2 separate regions of the Sus scrofa genome follow, and region 1 is linked to region 2. A link is a contact called in public Hi-C data. All regions are on one chromosome and are shown on one strand. The core of a region is the stretch at or near the end of the contact, and the rest is flanking DNA. Distances in the headings are between cores, read along the strand shown.

The links. Hi-C and Micro-C count contacts between places; a contact is called where the count stands out from the background.
Region 1: a contact with region 2 is called in a Hi-C map of fetal liver, with 1.8 times the contacts expected there. The contact joins two enhancer-like sites. A contact is called at or near these places in 8 of 47 Hi-C or Micro-C datasets (embryonic fibroblasts, epiblast stem cells, fetal heart ventricle and 4 more) and 1 of 2 datasets of contacts at active chromatin or transcription factors (skeletal muscle).

Annotation. Positions count from the first base shown.
Region 1 is chr5:14,367,743-14,374,968 of Sscrofa11.1, forward strand. All of the region lies in intron 2 of LOC106507478 (a long non-coding RNA gene), which reads right to left. Among named protein-coding and RNA genes, the nearest start is that of NUAK1, 280 kb to the left of the region's middle. Within about 2 kb of position 4,014, at least 18 of the 83 cell types and tissues checked have an H3K27ac peak or open chromatin away from gene starts, as enhancers often do. A contact at or near this core is called in fetal liver, where this site is marked.
Region 2 is chr5:14,102,411-14,109,011 of Sscrofa11.1, forward strand. All of the region lies in intron 3 of NUAK1 (NUAK family SNF1-like kinase 1), which reads left to right. Among named protein-coding and RNA genes, the nearest start is that of NUAK1, 16 kb to the left of the region's middle. Within about 2 kb of position 4,916, at least 10 of the 83 cell types and tissues checked have an H3K27ac peak or open chromatin away from gene starts, as enhancers often do. A contact at or near this core is called in fetal liver, where this site is marked.

The DNA of each region.
Region 1 (7,226 bases), core at 2,764-5,263, 260 kb after region 2:
AAGGTCATGCTGTTGAAAAGCGGCAGATCTCGGACTCGAACCCAGGTTTCACCTGGTTCCAAAGCTCACATTTTCCCCCCACCTCGTCCTGCCTCCTTCAAAAGAGTCCCCCTGGCCCTCCCTTCCTCTGCCTGCTTCCCCCCCTCCCTGACCCACTGCTCTTGCCGTTCGCCTCCTGCTTCCCTGGACCTACGTGGCCACAGGCTGGAGGGAGTGTGGCCTGAGCACTAGCAGGCGGGACCACGGTGGTGGTTTAATTTCCCTCCCTCCACGGAGGACACGGACACTGAGTCTCAACATACCAACGGGACACGCTGGCCAGGACTGCCGTCCCCAGAAATGCTGCAGATGTCCTGGCTCCTAGGAACCCTCAAGATCTTTCAAAGGAGACCCCCTCCAGCTAGTGAGGAAGCCGGGGTAAGGAGCTGGCCTATTTAAGAGGCCTCAGGGGTCTGCTGGTTTGACATCTCCTTTGGTGAAAACATTCTGTAACTTTCTTTCTGAAACTCTTTCTTCCAAGTCTATCAGAGGAACTGACAACACAGAAGGAGTGAAGGACTGGAAAAAATAAAAGGCCAATCTGTGCTTTCTTGATAGTGGTCTTAGGATTCTTGCATTCCAGTTCGAACGTCTCCAATGTTTTCAAGCAATGGATGCTTTAGATGTGCTTGTGATTAAAATGTGATGTACCTTAAAAGCCATTCCAGCCTCTTGTGATGTGGTCATAAAAATTATTTCAGCATTAAATACCTCATTCCCATCGTGTCAGCTTTGAGACCACAGTGAGATGAATCACTGGAGAAATGAAACGCTGAGCAAAATGTTTTTCTTTCTGATTGCGGGGCTTATTCGATTAAAGGATAAAAGTAAATTGATCAAATATGTGGACGTTTGGCGTTTTATTTTGATCGCTGCTGAGCACACTTTGAAAGGCAGCGATCTGACTCGGTTTTCTCCGCTGTGGTTCCCTGTGGAAGAGGAAGCACTGATGAGAAAGGCCTGCTGGCCCGGCCGGGAGGGTGAGGAAGGGGCCAGGCTCCATCCTCCTGCTCAGGTTCCCTGGAGCGCCCATGGTGGCAGCAGGAAAGCCCCCTTCTAGGCGAGCACCCACCCAGCTGCTCATGACAAGCTGACTTTGGGCCATTCACGGAAGTCATACAAAAACTCGCAGCTCTGCAGACACAACGTACACAGCCATGTCCATGAGCAGCCTCCCTTCGACTTGAGGTCCTCATGGCCTGTCTCTCTGCCTCCTTCACTCCCCCGTTACCCAGGCGGTAGAGGTTTTAGGAAAAAGAGAACAGGCTGAGAAAAAGCTGAAGGATGCCAGGCAGAAAAGGGGCTGTTGGTCTTCATTTCAGCTGCATTCTTCACTGCCAGCTGGCCTCCAGGGGTTCCTGTGGCTGGGGGAGTAGCCAGCTGACCCCCGGCTCTGAGATCCCCAAGATCCATTAAACGTCACTGCTTTCAAATATCATTAACAACAACAACAATAATAAATACTAAAATTGGTTAATGCAAATCAAAACCACAAAGAGGTATCACCTCACACTGGCCATCATCACAAAGTCTGCAAACAACAAACGTTGGGTAGGTGGGAATGTAACTGGTACAGGTGCAGCCACTATGGCGAAGAAGAGTATGGAGGTTCCTTAAAGAACTAAAAATAGAGCTACCATATGATCCAGCAATTCCTCCTGGGCACATATCATGAAAAAAATGAAAACTCTAATTTGAAAAGATACATGCATCCGAATGTTTATAACAGCGCTATTTATAAATGCCAAGACAGGGAAACAACCCCAGTGGCTATTAACAGATAATGGGTGTAAGAAGACAGGCTATACACACAACAGAATATTAGTCAGCTATGAAAAATAATGGAATATGGCCATTTGCAGCAACATGGATGGACCTAAAGATGATCAAACTGACCTTGAGTGAAGTATGTAAGACAGAGAAAGACAAATATTATATCACTTATAGGTGGAATCTAAAAAAATAATACAAATAAATCTATATTTAAGATAGACTCACCAACATAGAAAACCAATTACGATCGCTGAAGGGAAAAGTAGGGGAGGGATAAATGAGGAGTAAGAGATTAACAAATACAAACTACTATATGCAAAATAAACAACAAGGATTTACTATATAGTACAGAGAACACATTTACTGTCTTGTAATAACCTATAATGGAAAATAACCTGAAAAATGTATAACTGAATCACTTTGCTGTATACCTGAAACTAAGACAAGAGTGTAAATCAACTATATTTCCATTTTTAAAAAAAATTCAGATCACACAGAGGTGCATAATGCGGAAAACTAAGTGTTCATTCTCCCCTCCACCAATCCGGAACATTCTCCACCTTCCACCTTCCAGAACATTCCAGCCTGGATGGCCTCGCCAGGTTCTGTCTCTTCCCAACCTCTACTGAACTGCGATCCCACCAAGAGGCTCGGTTTCTGTAAGGAGCCAAGCTACCTTGTGGGACACCACAGAGGGTCAGGCAGATCCCCTCCCGGGGGAGCCAAAGCCAAAGGAGCCTGTGGAGAGTTCCTCTCACAGCCCCAGCCAGGGGAATCCTGCAGCAGTCAGGCCAGGTGGGGCTCCTAGAGGAGCAGGCCTCCCCAGCGCCCTGCCCCAGCATAGACTGTTCTAAGGGCCAGCTGACGTCTGAGGCTGCGTGAGGGAGCAGGGAGAACCTCAGAAAAATCAACTTAATCCTACCTCCTCTACTAGGCTGTTACCCCACTGTTACCCGCTCCCACACACACACACACACACACACACACACACACACACACACAGACACACTTTGGAATTCATTTCTCTCTCCCTCTTCTGTGCTAGGAGGAGACCTCATGGTAAAGAGCCCTGACCTTGGAGTCGGTGTCCTTGTCTTTGATCTGGCTCTGCCACTTGCAACTGTGTTCTCTTGGTTATATTTCTCACTCTCTGGGCCCCAGTCTGCTCCTCTATGAAGTGGGATTTATGATGCTGACATCTCAAGGGAGACCTGGGATGAGGACGTGTGAAGCCGGCAGCGCCCAGGCAGAGCAGAGTGTCGGGAAGGACCGCAATCCTGGGGCGGGTGAAAGAGGGGCGACTGATGCAGCTTGAAGGGATGCGGGGAGGGCTTGGCGTGGTCAGCTCGTGAATCCCTGGACCCGGGAATTTCTTCTCCTCTCCTTCGCACAGGTACCTGGCAGAAGACCCTGCCTGGAGCAGGCCCTTCTGAAACATTCTCTGACTTATACTTTGGATAGAACTAAGCAATGAAAGGGTCTGGAGCTGGCCACGTGCTCTGATAAGGTAAGAGACGAGGGAGAATTAGGAAAATACTGCTAAAGCATCTGAAAATATCTATTAGCAGAGCTGATAAACCTAAGCCAAAGACATTCCTGGCCAGCATGAACACAACCTGCAGGGGGGCGCGGACTTTTTTGAGGACTCGTTTTTTTGCAAAGGGTTTACAAACAAAAGAAGGAGTGGGTGGATGTGGTGGGGCCATGGGGAGAAATGCCAGGCTAATGACTGAAGAGGCCAAACCATTTACAAAAATAGCACTGTTGCTTGCATAATCTGCCTCTGAAAATGCATCAGCGAGCACGAGGCTGCTCTGACAGCCAGAGGTACACAGGAAGCTGCTCCTCTCATTAAGTGACCCAGTTCTACCCAGGCCAACTCGAGCAAAGATGCTTGTGGCCTGCCTCCCAGTCAACATGGAGCGGCCGCCCAAAGTGAATGAAAACTCCCCCAGTCGCCCCATCTCAAGGATGCGGTGGGCCCAGAGCCAGAACGTATTATTAGAGTAGAATTTTTTCAGGCTCTAAATTTAAACAGCTGGAGTTCTTTTTAAAGTACCATCCTCTTCAAACTTTGGAAGTGAAGAATTCGCCATTTAACGGGATTTGATGATGGGCAGAACACAATGTCCTTGGCTTGCCTGCTTTTGTACAGTACGCCACCCACCCCAGCGGGGCCATCTGTGGTGCATGTCAGCCGAGGGCTGCGGGCCGCGTGCTTAGAGGGCAAGGATGTCCATAGATGTCACCTCTTTGAGAGGTGACACGACGAACACGCTTCTAACACTTAGCAGGCGGAGGGAGAAGAAAGTGCCAAGACTCGGGGTGAGGGGGAGGAAAATTTAGAATGAACTAGGATGTAAGAGAACTAGTATTTGCAATGAGAAAATACCTGGGGGAAGGTTTAACACACACGCACGCGCACGCACGCACACACACACACACACACACACACACACACACACACACACATACACACACCCTTCCTCTCTCTGCATGAGAACAGACTCTTGCTGACAGAAGTTTTAGCCAAGAACTCAAGCCACATAAACACTGCCACGCTTCATTTCACTTTAATATGAAAATCCTTCTTTCTTCTTCATCTTTTTGATAAACAACTAGAGATTGGTGGAGTCCAAAGTGGAAATTAAAATGATGAAAGACAAACTAATAGTAGATAGTATAATCCTATTTTAGGCATATGAAATATAACCCCATGCACATTTCAAAAATCTAGAAGGATTTATATCAAAGTGTTAACAACAAGTACCTCTACATGGAATCATTAGGACGGATTTAAAGGCATCTTCTTTTTTTCTTATTTTTATTAAAATATTTTCGTATGTGAACATGAACTGCTCTTGTAATTGGAAAACACTTTTTTAATTTACAGCCTTGACAAGCCGATATATGACACTGACGGAACTATCTATTCCTTCAAAACGCGTAAAAGGCAGAGCTGATTGATGCGCAAGGTGGAGGTGGGGGCAATGCCGTCGATAACTGGGGGAAAGGAGAACTTTTCTGGGAAGGCTTCCTTTTAAGTGTCCATGTGCTGATCTAATGTCTGACAATGTCCCACATTCAGTAGCTCTTCCCACGTGACATTTTTCTGATGTATAAACTGAGTGTGACATAGCCTCACACTATGTGAAGGATCTTTCACAAAAAATCGATCCTGTATTACTCATTCTTTTTACCAAGTGATCAAAGCCATAGCATCAATGGTGGGTCATAAACTGTGCTTCACATACAATACATGTTGCATGAATGAATGAATGAATGAATGAAAAAAACCAAGACAATAAAAAAGCAGAAGCCTTGCCCTGGAGGAAGTCACAACTTAGTTGGAGACATAGAAGCAACAGTATGAAACCACCGAAGGATAGAAAGGAAAAGGGACTTGTGGAAGGACAGCGGGACAGGAGGTTAATATTCATCACATGTCCTCTGAGTGCACACTGGACTAAATGCTTCCCACGTGGTCCCTCATTTAGTCCCTCAACTACTCCCTTTCTCTATTGAGAAGCCAGGGTTCAGAGAGGATAAATTAGTTCCTAGAGATGCCCCAGCTGGTAGGAGACTAAACCAGGAAAGGAACTGAGGGTCCCTGGACTCCAAATCAGGGCTGGAGCTGCCCTACCACAACCCCCATCCCGTGCACGGTCTGGAGAAGTGAAGAGCCTGATGCGAAGGTGTGTGGCATCCCACCAGCCCTTGAAAGGAGAGAACATGAGGGCTGGACCCAGCAGGAGATGCTCCTGCGGGGATGCTGCAGCCCGGCCCTTTGAATGGATCCCCCTTGCCTCCGTCCCCCAAACACAGAAGGGTCTTCTCCATCCTCATCCCAAATTATTCACTCATTTCATGCCTCACCTGCCAGCCTACTCCGGTCCCCTTCTGCCCCTGATCCTGTGACAGCACCTCCCTCTGGTGGCCCCAGAAATCCCCTTGTCCCAGTCTCCCGGCTCCATCTCCCAGGCATCCTCCTTAGGCTGCGTCCTGCATCACGATTTAGCCGCTCGCTCCTGTTGTGCTTCCTCGCAGGGTTAAATGAGATCACTTAAACTAGCACTGAGCACAATGCCTGCATGTGATAAACTTCCAGTAAACGCCGGAGCTTGTGACTGTGGAACCGAGTACGATCAGTGGTTGGAGATACGAACCCTGGAACCCCCCCACTCGGACTTGGGTTCAGTGTTTCCGCTATCATTCGACGAGCCGCTCTCCCCTTTCTCTGACTAACCTTTAACCTTGGGCAACTCACCACACCTCTCTGAGTCTCAGTTTCCTTTTCTGGAAAATAGGGACAAGGATAACCCTTGGCTGGAAAACAAAATGAGCAAAAAAAAAAACGTGAAGGGCTCAGCACCACACCAGTCACATAGTTAAGGACCAATAAACAGTATCATGGTGATTAATCCATGACATTAGTGCTGGCATAGTTGCCACGGATACAGAAATGTGCCAGGAAAACTGCAGGTCCGGGGTCCTGCAACTCAGCAGAGACCCTTGGGAGTAATACTTTCAGCAGGCTTCCCTGGCAGGACAAACAGAAGCTAGACTTTTAGAATTCAAGATTCAGAGCATCGAATGACTTCAGCACTCTGGAACACAGAGCAGGAGGAAGGGAAAAACAGCAAGAGTGGGCTTGGAGAATGCAGGATGCAGTTGGAGGGCAAGGTGTCAAATAGTCAGACCTTGAAGGATTTTCTGGCTGGGGTCTTGTAGAAGGAAACAATGTTGCATTTCATTCATTCAGTCAGTCAGTCATTCAATAAACATATATTGCCAGTTGTTTGGAATCTAAAGATAAATAAGACCGTTCTTGTAGCTTCCAATCTAACTGAGGACGTATTTTCCTAATGAGATCAACTAATACAATACAAAATGAGCTACATTTTGCTCATAGATAAATGGGCATCACATATTGACAGGCTATGGCATACGTTTAAAATGTTTTGATATAAAAAATTTGATAAGGAGAGGAGTTCCTGTCGTGGCGCAGTGGTTAACGAATCCGACTAGGAACCATGAGGTTGCGGGTTCGATCCCTGCCCTTGCTCAGTGGGTTAACGATCTGGCATTGCCGTGAGCTGTGGTGTAGGTTGCAGACACGGCTCGGATCCCGAGTTGCTGTGGCTCTGGCATAGGCTGGCAGCTACAGCTCCGATTAGACCCCTAGCCTGGGAAACTCCATATGCCGCGGGAGCAGCCCAAGAAATAGCAAAAAGACAAAACAAAACAAAACAAAAAAACAAAAAAAAATTTGATAAGGAGGGTCCCAGGAACATATTTAGGCTGTTTGTAATGCTTTGTCTCACATGGTCTTGTCCACAGAAGCATCAACAGTTTCCAGCTAATTGCAGAATAAACCAAAGCTTAAGGAGATCTCATCAACAAGGCCCCCGGTT
Region 2 (6,601 bases), core at 3,666-6,165:
CACCTACGGCAAAGTCAAGAGGGCCACCGAGAGGTTTTCGGGCCGAGTGGTGAGTTGGGGGGAAGCCCGGGGGGCTTGGGGCTAGACGCAACCGGGGACGGAGCCAGCGTGCGATGGGGTCTGGGGCACGGAGGGGATCACTTGTCCGCGAGGGGGCTTCCCGGGAACCCCCACCCCCGCCCCTCTGGCGGATTCCTGACTCTCCCACCAGCTCCCCGTGGCTCAGGCGTGTCTTTCTCCCTGAACACTTGTTACATCCTGTCTGCGCATATTTTGGGGGTTTTGATCCCAGCAGCAAAGTAGTGTTTATGATTTGCCAACACTTTGCAACGTCGGGACCGTTGGGGTCTCCCTCGAAGTCACGCATTCATGCCCTGGAATGCCTATTGCTCTGACTCCAGAGCCACATCCTCAGCTTGGGGTTGGTTCCCCAAGTCCCGCGTCCAGTAGATGAATGGGACCCTCCCCCTCCTTCCCGGCATCATCCCACTCGTCTTCCCCTTCTCCCTGATGCCGATGTGCCTGCAACGGAGGGTGGACTCCTGCCTGTTTATAAGAGAGAATGTTAGGGGGGCAAAGTAAAGGCTGCTGCATGGCTGAGGGTTGTGACAGTTTGCGGCTGGCTTCTGGGAGGACTGAATTGCCCAGGGCATGGACAGCCACACAGACGCGGAGTTGCAGACTCAACTGCATTTCAGGCCCTGGCTGCAGGGCTACTGCATTGCTTAAAGGGTCTGGCCCAGCCACCCTGCTCTTTGTGACAGCTGAAACCCTGCCAGGGCCCCAGGACCATTTATATTGCCCCAAGGAGAGGCATGAGTGCTTTGACTTCTCTGTGTTGTCCCAACCTTGGTTTGTTGTCATTTTCCTTTCTGCAAAACAGGCCCTTGAAATCCACACTGCTTGTGGCTAGAGGGTTGGGTTCAAAGTGACTGACTGTTGCAGAAAGATTTTGTGTGGTGTGTGGCAGAAAATTAATATGATTCTTTGATTTGAAGCATATCAAATGGCTTTTAATCGATTTAGGGCCAAAGTCAGGAACTAATTAGGGGACTCCTTGTGTGACTTTGGGGGTGACTCAGGGCCCAGGGTTGCTTATAAACTTAACAGATGACCACAGGGAGAAAGCAAAATGAACTGTGGAACGAAGTGGTATGATGATGTCTTTTGCATTTGTGCAGGGGCAGTTCTGCGGACAAAATGGGGCACTAATCAGAAAGTTCAGCCCCCAAATCCTCAAATATTTGGATACGGGATAACGCCCTCATTCTAAGCTTCACTATTTGGGTTGATACAGCTTTATCCTATAGCTTTAAAAAAGTCTGTTATAGGTTCATTGGACATTTGAGAGATTATACCTTTTATTTTTAAGCTGTCTCCTATCAACAAATTTCTATAGCAAGTAGTTGAGAGGGCAGGTGCCCTTTTGGTAGGTAGAAAATTTACAAGAGGAGATATATGGTTGCAAAGATGTCCTTTGAGGAACACACTTTCAGGTTTGTGGAAGAGGAGGCTGAGAAACGTGCGCTTCATTCATGCTTTTCTTCTGAGGTGATATTCCCCAGGCTGGATGTTGAATAAGCAAAAGCTAAGCTCCTTGCTCATGTTGTCTTAATAGCTGTTGAAGAATCGCGCTGGGAAGTTGGAAAGTGGAATAATGAAAAACAGACGCGGTTTGGGTTGCAGGTTGAGGATGTGAGCTTGTGAGTGGTCAGGGTGTGTCTGGGATCTGTGAGGGGACACAGCCGCCTGAAGGCTGGGGAGCTGCTGCTAACTGAAAGAATGAAGGCTTGTCTTATGGCAGACGTCTTTCTGAGCCTCGCTGGGGCTTCAGGTATTTGTGTAGCTGTCTGATCCATGGTCTAGAGTGAAAGGGATCCCATCAGTAGATGGGAGCCTGCCTTTCTCTTTTGGTGGCTGTCTTTCCCTTTATTTGCAGAAAGTCTGAACATTCCGTCAGGATTTAGTCGAATAGCCACGAGGGGGCGCCCTGAGAACGGAAGAGGCTCATTTCGCTGCAGGATTTGAGTCCTGCTGTTATTGTCCAGTTCTAGTCTCGCTTCCCATTGTGCTATTAATTTCAGCTAAGTCTCTTGTCTTACTCAAAAATTCTGCAAAGATTGCAAATCTGGTGGCAGGTCCACATCCAGAAGCTGGCAATCCCCAGACTGCTTTCTGCATGATAGATGAGCCTAGGCTGTTAGCAAAATCATCTGGTTGAAAACGCTGCATTAAGCAGATGGGAAAACTGAGGTTGGGTGAAGGGAAGACCTCCTTGGCCTTGAGTCCTCCCCCTGCTGAGCACACTGCTCACAGATGGTGTAAGAACTTCAGTGAGAAACAGAAATTGTCAGGTGGAAAATTCTCTGCGCCTGACTGAACAGAAAAATAAAACAAACACCCAAAAAATTGGTCAGCAAGTTGTTCTTGCCTGCACAGTGCTTGGTGACTCAGAATCTGTCCAGAAACTTCCACTTCCTCATCTGTAAAATGGGCTCATATAGTACCAACTTCATGGACTGGCAGTGAGAACTGAATAAAATAACCTGCAGAAAGCCTCAGGAAGGGAAGTGAGTAAATTTAGTTTCCTCTTGGAGCTGATGCTTTTTCCTCATCTCACCTGGACTTTGATTTTTTTTTTTATTTTTTTTTTTGTCTTTTTGCTATTTCTTGGGCCACTCCTGCAGCATATGGAGATTCCCAGGCTAGGGGTCTAATCGGAGCTGTAGCCACCGGCCTACACCAGAGCCACAGCAACGCGGGATCCGAGCCGCGTCTGCAACCTACACCACAGCTCAGGGCAACGCCGGATCGTTAACCCACTGAGCAAGGGCAGGGACCGAACCCGCAACCTCATGGTTCCTGGTCGGATTCGTTAACCACTGCGCCACGACGGGAACTCCTGGACTTTGATTTAGATGTTAAGACCGTCAGAGAGGCCTGATGCAGTGGGCAGTTAACTAAGAGAGAGGGAGGGGAGATAACGTTTCAGGTTAATTAGGGAAGGGTACCCAGAGGAAGCCAAAACAGCCAGATGCCGAGAGGATCTTGACACATTTCTAAGGCCTTGAGTTTGGGCTTTGCTTATTGCACCTTTGTTTTGATGCCGTTTGGGGCGGGGCTGTGGAGCGAGCTCCTGTGTTATGACATGGCATTTTCTTTGAGCCAAACTCCCTGGATCCTCCAGCTGCATACGGCATTGCCAGAAAAACTCCAAGAGCAAAAACAAACAACATTTTGAGGAGAAATACCATACAGTCCCCTCACTGTCCAGGGCCAAGTTCAGCTTTCCCTCTATACCAGGTTATCTCCTGGGAGCAGTGCATGGTGTGGTGTGATCAGGAAGCAGGGCTCTGGGAGGGGTCGGGCATGGGAGCGGAAGGGCTGGTGGGCAAAACGTGCCCCCAGTTTGCCATGGTGCCCCCTACACGGGTCATGGGATGTCCTCGCCCAGCAGAGGAAGTCATTTTAAACACCCATCACAAATGGGTGTTTTAAGCACTGGCCCCAAGTTATTCATATCCTTGTGCTGGAAAACCACAGGGCAGGTGCAAATTCATAAGCTGCTGAGCCAAGGGCATGTGGCTGTCATAGGCATGGTGGCTGAGATGCCACATTGCAGTTAAGGCCCAAAGCCAGTTTCAGGGAGTAAGGGACCTTGGTAGATATGTGGTTCAAACTTCTCATCCCGGAGGTGGGAAAAATGAGGCACAGAAGTGTTAAGTGACTTCTCTGAGGTTGCACAGCTGGTAAGTCTAAACAACCTGATTTTTGGTTTGGTGTTTTTCCATCACTCATTTCATAAATCTTTATGAGAGCAAGACATGAGCCTCACTCTTAAAGAGTTTATAACCTAGTAGCAAAGAAAAAATGTACTTACAAATATTGAACTAATTCTGCTCAGTTCAACTGAGATTTATTACCAACTGCCATATGCTTCTCACCATGTTAAGATCTGGGACAGACACATGAACAAGACCCAAGCCACGTACAGTCTGACAGAAGAGCCAATATGAGCAGTTGCTAGGCTCGGTACCTCTTCTGTGCAGGAATCAGTTACTTCCAGAGATTCTCAAGTTGGAGCGTAGCTCATGGAAGATCAGTTCATCAAATTGATCCTGCACAGGAAAACCCCCTCCCTGTATGGCTGCTGCTGCTGTTAGTACTACCAGCTGATGCTTTGGAGAGCTTGGGGCGTGTCGTCCTGCGCTGAGTACTTTACCGAGGTTTCCTCTCATGTCATTGACACCCCAAGCCTAAGAGGTGTGCACGCTCATGAGACCCGTTTAACAGATGGGGAAAAGCAATGCTTGGGGAGGTTAAGCGACTTGCCTGGGGTCCAACAGCCAGATGGTGTCAAACAGATCTGTGTCTTTGGAGACCCACTGCTGCTAGAGAGATGGAGAACCTTCTTTGTGATACACAGTGGGAGACCTCTGGGTTTGGGTGTGGTATTTCGCTCATGCGCCAGGCCAGCCACAGGGCGACTCTTCTCCTGGGGTGGGGGTGGGGGGCTTCTTGTTGTTCGGGAAGGAGATGGAAGGAGGGCAAGGGCTGTTAAAAATGAGTCTCGCTTTGGGTTTCTGAGGACTGAACTCTGGAGGCTTTCAGGTAGCGAGCGAATGGCCAGATCTCTTAGAATGGGTTATGCTGGGATGCGGTGGGAGGCAAGGCTGGAAGTTGGGATGGAGGTAAAAGTCATAGCATTGAATGGTAATAAATAACAGCAGCTAATTCTTCTTGAGTGCTTCTAACGTGCTAGGTCCATTTAACTAATTTAACGCTCATAACAAGCCTGTGACCATCTCATCTCTTCCATGTGAAGAGACTGAGTACAGAGCGCGTCACTAACCTGCCACGGCCACACGCAGCAGCAGAGGCAGCTTTTAGGCAGTGTGAGTGCAGAGATCTTGACCCAACCCCTCCCCCTAGTTGGGCTGAGCCCGGCTCGGCTCCCAGTGGGGCTCCGAGCCCATGGTCTGGTATGGTGTGCAGGCTTGGAGCAGGAAGGCCAGCCTGGTGGTTTTCACAAGAGTTGAGCCGTGAGGAGATAAGGGTCAGAAAGAAGGCTGTCAGGGGAGAGGCGTCTGCTTGTTGGGCCATGAGTCTGTTTTAGTGGAGCAGGTTGGGGAGCGTTCCACCTGGACACACACTGAGTTCTTTGTTCCGTCAGCACCCTCAGGTTCTGGAATCCATGGGGCCCTGGAGAGAGGTCAGCTGGTTCACTTCCCTCCCTGCAGACAGAAATGCACCCACTCTACTCCAGGACTGATCTCACTTCCTCTTGGGAAGCCGTAGTAGATGAGGATTGAGTCAAGGTGTCTTGTCTGCAAGGAAGCCCCATATAACCTTCGTGAACCTACTATCTATACCTAGCAGAGGGCTGGGCACATAGTAGGTCCTGAGCACAGCCTTGTAGGATGGCACAGAAGGGAATACGTTGAGCGAGGGATGGTTTTAGGAGGTGTGGAGGCCCTAGGTCACCACCCCCGACCCCAAGGAGCTTCCTGATTTGTGGGCAAGAGAAGACAATGGCTGGAAATGAATGGCGGGTTACGTAGCCGTAGCCGAGTCTGCAAAGCCAGGCAGACCCTTCCCTGCATGAATTCCCTTTTTGTTACATTTGCTCTTGTGCTCCTTACGGGGAGAGAGAGCCTTCCTGGCCGGGGCTTCCTGTCCTCAGTGGCTCCGGAGTCAGACAGCCTAAGTCTCATCTGTCTTTCCCACATGAAAGTCCTGGAGCATCTGTAAGTTATGATTTGTGAAGTATCTGCTTTAAAGCAGAATGCGTTTATCATCCCGCTGGCCCAGACGGCAGAGTGCAGCGCAGGCTTGAGAGGATCCCAGGCCCCGGCAGAGGAGGGGCTGGGCCAGATGACCCACCCGTGAGCAGAGTCTGGCCGTATTGATAAAATTCTCTGGAAACGGTCCAGAAGCCGCCAGATGTTGACTTCGAGGCTCTTCGGTAGACTTTTAACGGCATGTTCAACCAGGGCTGGGCCGTTGCCCCTCCCCCGCCTCCCCAGGAGGAACGCAGACGTGTGTCCACCCGGAAAACCTGCACGCAAATGTCCACAGCCGCGTTCTTCATACGAGCCCCACAGCAGAAGCACCCTAGAGACCCGTCAGTGGGTGAATGGAGAAGCGAAGCGTGGTCCATTCACTTGATTTATGGGATAGCGTTTGTGACCCACTCCATCATTTTGATGATGGGATATTTACGGACTGTGGTTCAGGAATAAGAAGGAATGCAGGACTGATAGATGCTCCAACGTGGATGAACGTGCTTGGTGAAGGAAGCCGAAAGATCAGATGTTGGGTGATAGCACGTCTCTGAAGTATCCCATATAGGCAAATACACAGAGACAGAAAATGAACGAGAGGGCACGTGCCTCGGGCTGGGGTGGGTTGGAAGGAAAAGTGGCTTCTTGTGGGTCGGGTTTTCCTCGTGGAGTGCTGAGAATGGTCTAAAATTGATTGTGATAATGTTACACAATTTGAATATGCTAACCCCTCCCCTCGCCAAATAATGCATTTGAAATGAGTGAAATATATGATACCTGAGTTTTATCTCGTTATAGCTATAGAAACCACCTGAGAC